2 separate regions of the Oryctolagus cuniculus genome follow, and region 1 is linked to region 2. Evidence: chromatin contacts called from public Hi-C data. All regions are on one chromosome and are shown on one strand. The core of a region is the stretch at or near the end of the contact, and the rest is flanking DNA. Distances in the headings are between cores, read along the strand shown. Region 1 overlaps DCLK1 (doublecortin like kinase 1). Region 2 holds the start of DCLK1 (doublecortin like kinase 1).

Region 1 (4,969 bases), core at 1,592-4,091, 160 kb before region 2:
ATGAAGAAAGCCAACATGGGAAGAAAGAGTTCAGAAACAGGCCTGGATAACAGGACCAACCTACTCTACCTGGCCAGCACTATCATACTCTCAGTAACAGGTCTAGGAGCATTCCAGGGCCAGACTCACTGACAGACTGGGGTAGATAACACAAAGGTACTCCAAAAAGCTGAAGAAAAAATAGGATTAAAGTAAGTTTATTATTATCCTTTTGAAATCCATGCATAGTTTTTCATAATACGCATTTTCACATTTTCCATAAACGTTTTGAAGACTCTGTGTATGTTGCCAAATGGCACCGTGCCTGATTGAAATCTCAACTGCTTATTACTAATGATTCATTACAAATTCAATTTCAAAGGTATCACTGTATTGGTCTGATAGTAGTAATACATAAACAGAACCCTTGCCTATTTCAGAACTGATTTCTGCTTTGTGCAATTCAGTATTCACTTTTGTCATTCAATAAATCTATAAGCACTACTTTCATAATTTGCTTTACATTATTTAACTTTACTTTTAAAAAAAGATTTATTGATTGATTTAAAGTCAGAGTTACAGAGAGATGTGGAGAGAGAGAGAGATCTTCCATCCTCTAGTTCACTCCCCAGATGACCACAATGGCCAGCACTGGGCCAGGCTGAAGCCAGGAGCCAGGAGCTTCTTCTGGGTCTCCCACATGTGTGGCAGGGTTCCAGGCACTTGGGCCATCTTCTTCTGCTTTTCTCAGGCAATTAGTGTGGAGCTGGATCAGAAGTGGAGCAGCCAGGACATGAACAGGCACCTATATGGAATGCTGGCATCGCAGGTGGCAACTTTACCTGCTACACCACAACGAAAAATCTTAACCTTAACCTTACTGCTTAAAACAAGATTATACTGGAATGGTTCTTGGCCTAGCACTTAAGACTCCGGTTCAGATGCCCGTGTACCCCACATACCTGTCTCTGACTCCTGACTCCAGCTTCCTGCTAATGCAGACCTTGTGCGACAGAAAGTTACAGCTTAAAGCAATTGAGTCCTTGCCACCTGCGGGGGACACCTGGACTGCATTCTCATCTCCTGGCTTTGGCCTCGGCCTAGCCCTCGTCATTGAGGGTACTAGGCAGTGAACCATTAGATGGGAGATCTATCAGTTTCTGTGTCTCTAAAACAAATAAATAAAAAGTCAAAAAATAAATAAAAATTGCAAGAAGATTTTTAAAGAAGATTTATCTGTGTTTATTTGAAAGGCAGAGTTACACAAAGAGAAAGATATCTTTCATCTGCTGGTTCACTGGCCAAATGGCAGCTGGACCAGGCTGATGCAGGAGCCAGGAGCTTCATCCAGGTATCCCATGTAGTGGCAGGGGCCCAAGCACTTGGGCCATTTTCCACTGTCCTCCCAGGCCTTTAACAGGGAGTTGGATCAAAAAACTGGTTCCCACATGGGATAACAGTTTCACAGGCAGTAGCTTTACCTGATGTGCCACAGCACCAGCCCGCAAAACAAGATTATAGTTAAGGGAGACAAACTCAGAAATAGCTCACTGTAGAATAATTTTCCATTTTAATAATGAAATTAAATTTTAAGTCTCCAACAGCCAACATGTAATATTACATCTCTCCACAAGGTGTCACTAGAAGTCCAGGAAAGTCAAGCTCAGCCTGAAGAGATTATGTTCCATGTGCATACATTTTTTTCCTGTTAAATGCTCCATTGCCTGCAAAAATATTACAAAATGACAATGACATGAGCTAGAAGAATGAAGGAACTATATTCTAAGAGGGTTGTGAACTCGGGATAACTCCCAAATACCACACAACTATGACTTATGATACTAATTAAGAGAAGAAACCTCCACTTACTGAGGTCCAGGCAGCCACAATGCTAAACGTTGGATGTCATACGTAGTTCTCCGAATGCTAACCTCCTTGAAAGATAGTTGCATATACTTGTTTTTAAAATGAGGAATCTGAGCCCTTCAGAGTTTAGTAATTGCCAAGGAGACCGCAGTACCAGATCTCACGTAAGTTTTCTGCTAAGCCTGGGACCACACCAATGGAAGTCAAGTCTCTGGTCTCTGGGAGACCAACTTGACCCCTGGAAAGACAGAAGTCCAGGGATGGAGACCAAGTGCCAGGCGGCTGTCCAGTAACTATACAAGATCAGATAAAGCAAGCACACTTCAAAAAGGTCACGGGCAAGTGGAATTAAAAGCTTATTTTTTTGGTGCTAAAAATTTTGAGATCCATCATTGCTTTTCCATAAACACGTTTGCCATGAGCTTTTTGAAGACCCCCTGTCTGCAGGGAATTCAAAATATCTTGCGCTAAAATAAGCTTATCTTTTAATTCCCTCTGTCCATGAACTCTGTGAGGCATCCTTGTACACTACTGGGTCCGGGAGGCTGCGGAAGGGTGCCTCAGCACCGAGGGACATCAGCTGATGCCCGCAGCAGGTCAGCACTCAGACAACCGGAGAGAAAACCTGGGGAGGTAATGAGGACTGGAAAGCCTCAGACCCACCTCTGGCCCTGCTCAGGGTTCCCTGAGTGCTATTGTTCCAGAAATTTCCCATCCTGCTGGGTCCCCAAAGGCCCACCCACTTCTCCCTGCTTTCCACTCCCAGGGCCAAATTACTGACTCACAGCATTTTTTTTTTTTTTTTTTTTGCCAAAAGGGAATGAATTGGATGGTTTTTTCTTTTAAGAAGATGCTGAGTTGGCTCCTCGGTCAAGTGGTGATGATTCACAGGGAACAAATCCTGTTGGCGGCCGGCCAATCACGGTCATTGGCCTCATTCAAGTCTTAGCAGCTGGAGAGCAGCGAGCCTGCAGTAAGGGCTGAAAATGACCTTTGTCTCCGCAGAGGCAGCCACATGCAGGCGGCCTGGTCCCTCTCCTATGGACATGAAGGATTCCCTGAGCAATTCTGGCATCAAGTCAGTGGCGTCCCAGCACACTGTTCTTTTGTTCATCCTGAGTAAGCCATTTCCCAACCTAAAGTTTGCTCTTGGAAGTTTAGTGCATCTCATACACCTGGGACCAGCAGGAGGCTCGCCCTTGTTTACTTTACATTGTAGTCAATACACACAAAATTTACCATTTTAAGCATTTTAAGTGTACAGATGAGAAGTGCTATGTACACTCACATTGTTATGTGGGCATGGCCACCATCCAGCCCCAAAACCTGCAACTCTAACTCCCTATTCCCCCTTCTACAGCCCCTGTTAACCAAAAACCTGTGTGTGGACAGAATCACATGGGGCCAGGTAGACTTTTCAGTGTCTTGCTTTGTGGATTAAGCTACATTCACTTGAATGTAGAGGATTCCCTTGTCTTTATGTCTCAGTGATTTTGAATCTCCTAGGTACTTTGTGCCAGTGGAATCCAAAGTATTTGTCTTTGTGTGTGTGTGTGTGTGTGTGTGGCTTATTTCACTTGGAATAACACCCTCAAGGTTTATCCATGTTGCAGCATATGTCAGAGTTCCTTCTTTTTTTTTTAAAAAAAAATAGATTTTATTTTTGCGGTTGACAGCAAAATTTAAAAGGTAATTTCAGGGATTTCCCCTATGCCCCCTGCTGCCACACTTGCACAGCCTCTGTGATTATGAAGAACCCTCACCCGAGTGGTACATTAGTTATAATTCAAGAACCTACAATGACTCATCACTGTCACTCAGGGTTCACTCCTGGGGTCACCCCAGGTTGTGGGCAAATTCATAGGATATATCTATTATTATAGTATCATACACAATTGTTTCACTGTCCTAAGCATTGTCTGTGTTCCTCTCTTTCTAAACTTGAAAAACATTCCATTGTGTGTATCTAGCACATCTTGTTTATCCACTCTCTTGTCCAGGGACACTTGGGGTGCTTCTGCCTTTTTACTACTGTAAATAATGCTGCTGTGATTGCAGACGTACAAACGCCTCTGTGAGACCCTGCTTTCAACACCCAGAGGTGGAATGGCTGGTCTATGATAATGCTACTTTTATTTTTTTGAGACATTGTCATACTTTTTTCCATAGTGGCTGCATTTCACATTCCCACCAACAGTGCACAAGGGGTCCATTTTCTCCATATCCTTGCAAACCCTTGTTATTTTCTGATTTATGTCATAGTGATCCTAATGAGTGTGAGGTGGACCCCTTCATTCATATAACTTTAAAATCCTTTCCAAGGTGGAAAGTCCAAGAGCCTCTAAAAGCTCTAATTTAAAATACTGCAGCAGCGTCTAAAGGTTACAGAAATGCATTATTCGCTTAAGGCTCCACAGCACCACTAGGAGGGTGGCTGGGCCAGAATGGGGGAGAGTTAGGTTGGAGTCTTAGCGCCCTTGTGGTCAGCACTTTTCACAAGGGAAAGAAAGAATCATCCATCTAACCACCTAACAAAGGGCAACCAATTGAAGTGAATTCCAACTTACTGAAGCCAGACTTCATTAAGTTCCACTAATTTCTTTTTTAAAGGTTTATTTATTTATTTGAAAAAGTACAGAGAGGGAGGGAGAGAGGGAGGAAGGGAAAGGGAGAGAAAGAGGGGGGGAGGGAGGGAGGGAGGGAGAGAGAGAGAGAGAGAGCTCTTCCATCTACTGGTTTAGACCCCAAAAGGCCACAATGACAAGTGCTGGGCCAGGCCCAAACCAGGAGCCTCATCTGGGTCTCCCATGTGGGCAGCAGGGGCCCAAGCACTTTGTCTTCCACTGCTCTTCACAGGCCATTAGCAGGGAGCAGCTGGGACTTGAACCGGTGCCCACATGGGGTGCCAGCAGCATCACAGGCAGTGGCATTACCCGCTATCCCACAATGCTGGCCCCAAGTTCCACTAATTTCTAAAGCCAGAATGGGCCCACCCTGAGAGCACAATGTGAAGGTTAACAAAACAAAATAAAAATTTCTATAAACAACCCAGCACAAGCAAATGCTTTCCTCCCAGTCTTCAGATTGGAGATACTAGTTTCCAAAATTCTAACACTTATTTACC
Region 2 (5,040 bases), core at 1,855-4,354:
ACCATATATTGATAGCTATGAACTAGTTTCATTGATTTTGAAGTTGAGTAACATTAAAGCAACTAGCAGTTAATATCCAATCCTGTGGGCATTACTTTGTAAGACAATGAGCATTTCACCCATGATATTGGTAGCTACTTCTACTTTTTTTATTCATATGCTTTTAAAATGAGTTCTCTGGTCTTCCCAAAGGGCTGGGTGTCTTGGGGATGACAGGGAAGATACTGCCAGTACTTAGGCCAACTCACCAAACTCTGCAAAACTTACTCTAAAGGCCAACCTGGCTTTTGATTTTATTTTTTTAAAGCCAGTGATCATTCTTCCAACTGTCAGAGTTTCCTCCCAAATTGATATAAACTAAAAGAAAACAAGCAGAGCCACAGCAAAGGGTAGTGCAGTTGCATCATCAGACGAGTGCCAAGGTCAAGGCCAAATAATTTGGCAACTGTTTGAATGCCCTAGAGGAAAGGGGCTTTTTGGAACAAGAACTCCAAAACAAATGAAAACCAAAAAGAGAGAGATCAATTTACAGTAGTGATAAGTTTATTTTATTTGCTAATTTTCTCAAAGAGGATCATGGGATATCATCTTCCAGGACAGCAATCACATCTTTCACTTCCCATCACTGAGCCTGCCCAGAATGGGCAATGCTGTTGTTAACAAAGAAGGATCACCCTCAAAGTAAAATCATTGTCAAGGCTACAGCTACCACTACACTCTGGGCTGCTCTCGTCAGCATGTGAAGCACCAGAATAGGAGCTCTTTCCCTCGCCTTGGCTGTCTCAGCAATTCAGCTGGCTTAGCCACACAGGGGGACCATGAATTTCTGAAAAAAGACACCAGGCATGCTCAGGTTCACACTTCCTGCATGGGAGGCCTGCTAGAACCCACAGCCCTGTGATCAGAGACCATAGGTGGCTAAGGACCTGGGGACACATGTGCATTGGCATCAAGGGAGTAACCACAGTCTCTTGACCACATGAACATCAGGAAGCGAAGTTCTGGGGTGAGGGTGCCTGGCTCTTATCAGAGATTTTTCTATAAATATTGCCCTGCCAAGAAACTAGCATCCTTGTTTGTTCTCTGTGGGATTTCTCACCATTTTGAGGCATTCCTGTGTTCCTGCTTCTCTAGATGAGCACATGAGTTCCTGTTTCAGAAATTTACGGGCACACACACCAAGAAAGGATTTGGCATTAATGCTATAACGTTTAAAAAGATGCTGGACCTGGACTTTCCCAGGCATAGCATTCAGGTGGATGGACAGGGGTGGAATAAAAGGCACACGCATACCTCCTGAGCGCATGCACCACCATGGAGCTAGCCATCACTGGGTGTGTGCTTATCTTTTATAATTTGTCTACAAATGGCCTCTCTTAACAATCCCTTCTGACCCGCATTCATGCGACATCTCATACTTACAATGCTGCCCTAGTTTCCTTCCCCACCGAAAGGTGATATATTTAGGAGCAGTTATAAAGCATATTCAGGGAACACCCTGAGTGTGGCAGCTGAACGCGTGTGCATTGTAAACTGGGCACACATGCACAGGTGCGGCAGAGAGGGAACCCGTTTGAATGAAAGCTTTCATCCGCTCCATCACCGACAAGCATCTCCTTGCCAAACCAGCATCGATTCCGCGCAAACCTGGGCTTTCAAAACCAGCCTCTTTTGTGGGGCAATGCGGGGCTGTGCCTGCACTCCCGCTAGGAGGAAAATGCCATTTCCTCTCCGCATGCTTTTAGCACTGCAGGTACTAATTTGTACATGAGGCAGCCTTGCTGTCCCCGTAGGAACTTGAGACCCGACAAAAGCACTTGCTACACCTACACGCAGTCACCACCACGCTCGAGACGCCCCCACCACCAGGCGCACACCACCCTCCCGGGCACACGGGAAAAGCACACACAATAAGAGGCCTGGCCCGGCCACTCCTTGCAGGCGCAGACCTGGTCCTCGCTCCGCAGCCAGTTCTGACAATGACAAGCCCCTCTCCCAGCTCCTCCGCCCCGGCTCTCTCCCTCGCCGCTAACAGCGCGACTTGAAACCTGCGGGCCCTCTCGCCTCACTCCCGGTTTAAAGCCCGGTGGCACCAGACAAAAGAGGCAGGTGCCAGCAGCCCTGGGGCCGCCCGCACACAACACCCCCGGCCCGGGCCAGGCTGGCCAGGGCACAGCCGCCGCCTTTCGAGGAACCGCGGGCGTGGCGGCCACGGCCAGTCCGAGTGCCCGACCTGCCCTCCGCGCCCCGCGGCTGCGGGCGGAGCGGACTCTGCGGGGGCCCCAGGCGACCCTCCCCGCAGCGCCCTTTCCCAGCGAAGGCAAACCACGCACCGGTCCGCAGAGAGCTGCCGCCGTGGGTCTTTGTGGCCGCGCTGGGGGCCGCCTTCTGGTGCTGTCCTCGCCGGGCTGGGCGCGGCCGGGGCTGTGGGGCTGGGGCGGGGGGCGGCAGCGGGGGCGGGCTGGGCGGCAGCGGCTGCGGGAGCGGGGGCGTCTGGGCTGCGGTGGCCGCTAGTGCAGGGATGCGCCTTGGCCCGTCCTCATTGAAATGCGGCGCTTCGCACAGCCTCACTCCAGCCTCTCTCTCCTGAGGAGGGCGGCGGCGGCGGCGGGCGCGCTCCCTTTTCTTGTGTCTCACTCGCTCACACGCCCTCCCTCTTCGTTCCGTCTCCTCCTCCGCGTGCGCGCCCCGTCCTCCGCCCTTCTTGGCAGGGCGCACCCACCACGGCTGCGCCCCGGGTTCTCCTCCTTCTCCTCTCCCGCCTCAGGGACCTCAGCGCCTCAGGCTTGCCTAAACCCCCAAACCTCCCCAGTTCCCAGACGCAATGGGGGCAGTTGGCTTGGTGGCCCTAGGACGGAGGAAGAGAAGACAGCCAGGGATAGGGCTGACCCAGGAAGTGTGCAGAGTAGATAGGTGAGGTGACCCAGAGGTGAGGCCCTCTCAGAGGGAGCAAGTTCCTGCTGTCTTCACATCCACACCATTTGATGCCTCATGGCTTGACGCCTTTCCTAGCATTCTGGAAGCCAGTGGGATCCCCCACCTTCTTGTCACTTCTTGACCAGGCTGCATCCACACAGCTGGAGGACCGACCAGGACCCTCCCAAGCTATGCACTCTGGTGTTGCCCTCGGACCCTTAATAGGGAAGGGCCAGATAGCCTTATGCATCCCACCTGTCAACTCCACCTGACCCCAAAATGTGAGTCACCCTTGAAAGAGTGATCTGTGCTTAGAGCTGAATATGTCACAATAAGTCCTTGATCATTTAAGGGTCAGGTTTCCTCACTGGACATTTTGTGGCTGCCAGGACTGGCGGACAGCAGTGGAAAGCCCCATGAGCTCAGGGAGGCCTATCCTCACAGAGCAGGAATGTTCTCGGAGCCCACAGTGTTCACAGCTTCCTCCCGTCGGTCTTGCATAAAAGTACAGGGAGTGGGAACAGGTCCCAGATTTCCATAAAAACTTACACTGGCTCAGTGTACAGGCTGAATTTTGGTCCAGTCGAGTTCTTGACTTTCAGCCTTGTCACTTGAGACATGTGTTTGGCCCAACATACATACAGACACTGATCCAAACATATATGTGTTTTTCCTTTCTTTTTGACCCTACACCTCTCAACAGAAAACCAGAATTGTAGTTATCTCTGGTCATCTGAGTCAGTTATGTATTTGACTATTTATTACTCATAGGGGCTGTTCTGAAATACTTTCAAAGTATTATGTAAATTTTAACTAAATAATTACCACTTGCCATAAAACACAGCTCAAGTGAGATGCATGTTACATATTCAATTAATGATGTAGTATTTAGTTTTGAGCTATTTAATAACCCAGGGATGACAGTACAATGAACTTACCAAATTAACTAAATGCAAAGTACTGAGACTCTTCCTTCATATTCTGATGCAAAAAAAGCCCAGGGGGTAACAGCAAGAAAGAAGCCAAATATATTTTCTTAAGAACAGAAATCAGAGCTTCTTGTTATTCTCCTAGTGGCAAATGCCAAGTGATTTCTGCCAAAAATGCTAAACTGAGAAACAAATTCCATCTCTTAACCCCTATGGATATTCTATCAGGGTCATGATTAGGCACTTTACGTAACTCATACCTCTGACCTAGCCATTCTACATGCAGATTATGTGGTCAAAGAAACACTGTTGTGTTTGATTCTAAACGGCAAAGTGCTCTCACTTGAAATCTTTGGGCATCAGTAACTGTCTAGGGAAACCAGGGGCAACTGACAACTAAGTAGATGGGATATTAAATAGTACCCACTGGGTGGTGCATCGTGGTCATATATGTAGTCCAGAACAAGACTGGTGCTAAATGGTACCCAGTACCTGAAAGAAACAATGCTATTTACAAAAGTGAGCATGTGACTTCCAGGATGGCTTAGGCCTTTGGTAAATCTAACTCATTTTCAATAATAATTCCTAATCTGAATGACAATTAACAAGGCTATCCTAGTTCAAGTAATTTTCAAACACTGATGTTATGTTCCTCTACATTACTAAGCTATTTATCAGAGAAGTGATTGGAATTAACATATTTTCTTCCCCATGAACATGTGAAGTTAATGGAAATCTCACTCTAGCTGATGCCATTTAAGTTGTGTTATCCCAGTTGCTCCTCCAATCATCCACAATTCCACATCCTACAAAATGACTGTGGCATGGTTGTGGCTCTGTCAGTGGCTCCCACTAACCAAGTGCTTGCTTTCTGCCGTGTCGGGGACTCTTATACATTTTCTGATTTGATTCTCACAAGAATCATGCAAAGTACTACTCATATTATCCTCATCTGACAGATGAAGGAAGTTAGACATAGATAGGTTACATCATTTGCCCATAGTCATGTAGCTGGTAAATGTCAAGCCCAAATCTAGTTTTGAAAATCCTTGTGCTTTAACATTCAAATCAGTTTTCCCATTGCTATGGTCATATGCTTATGAAGCAATATCAAATATCAAAAGCAAAGTCATATCTTTTGGAAAATGCTTCTAATCAGAGTTTATTACTTCATAACAGAGAATAAACAATTCAT

What was found. A called contact is a pair of places that touch in the nucleus more often than the background predicts.
Region 1: a contact with region 2 is called in a Hi-C map of psoas muscle, with 4 times the contacts expected there. The contact joins the enhancer-like site here to the promoter of DCLK1 in region 2. A contact is called at or near these places in 3 of 6 Hi-C or Micro-C datasets (ear pinna, psoas muscle and an unstated tissue).

The regions. Positions count from the first base shown.
Region 1 is chr9:78,161,608-78,166,576 of mOryCun1.1, reverse strand. All of the region lies in intron 3 of DCLK1 (doublecortin like kinase 1), which reads right to left. Among named protein-coding and RNA genes, the nearest start is that of DCLK1, 160 kb to the right of the region's middle. Within about 2 kb of position 2,841, at least 2 of the 8 cell types and tissues checked have an H3K27ac peak or open chromatin away from gene starts, as enhancers often do.
Region 2 is chr9:78,002,383-78,007,422 of mOryCun1.1, reverse strand. DCLK1 (doublecortin like kinase 1) reads right to left here and starts at 3,104. Exons shown (of 17, transcript XM_070049012.1): 1 at 2,334-3,104.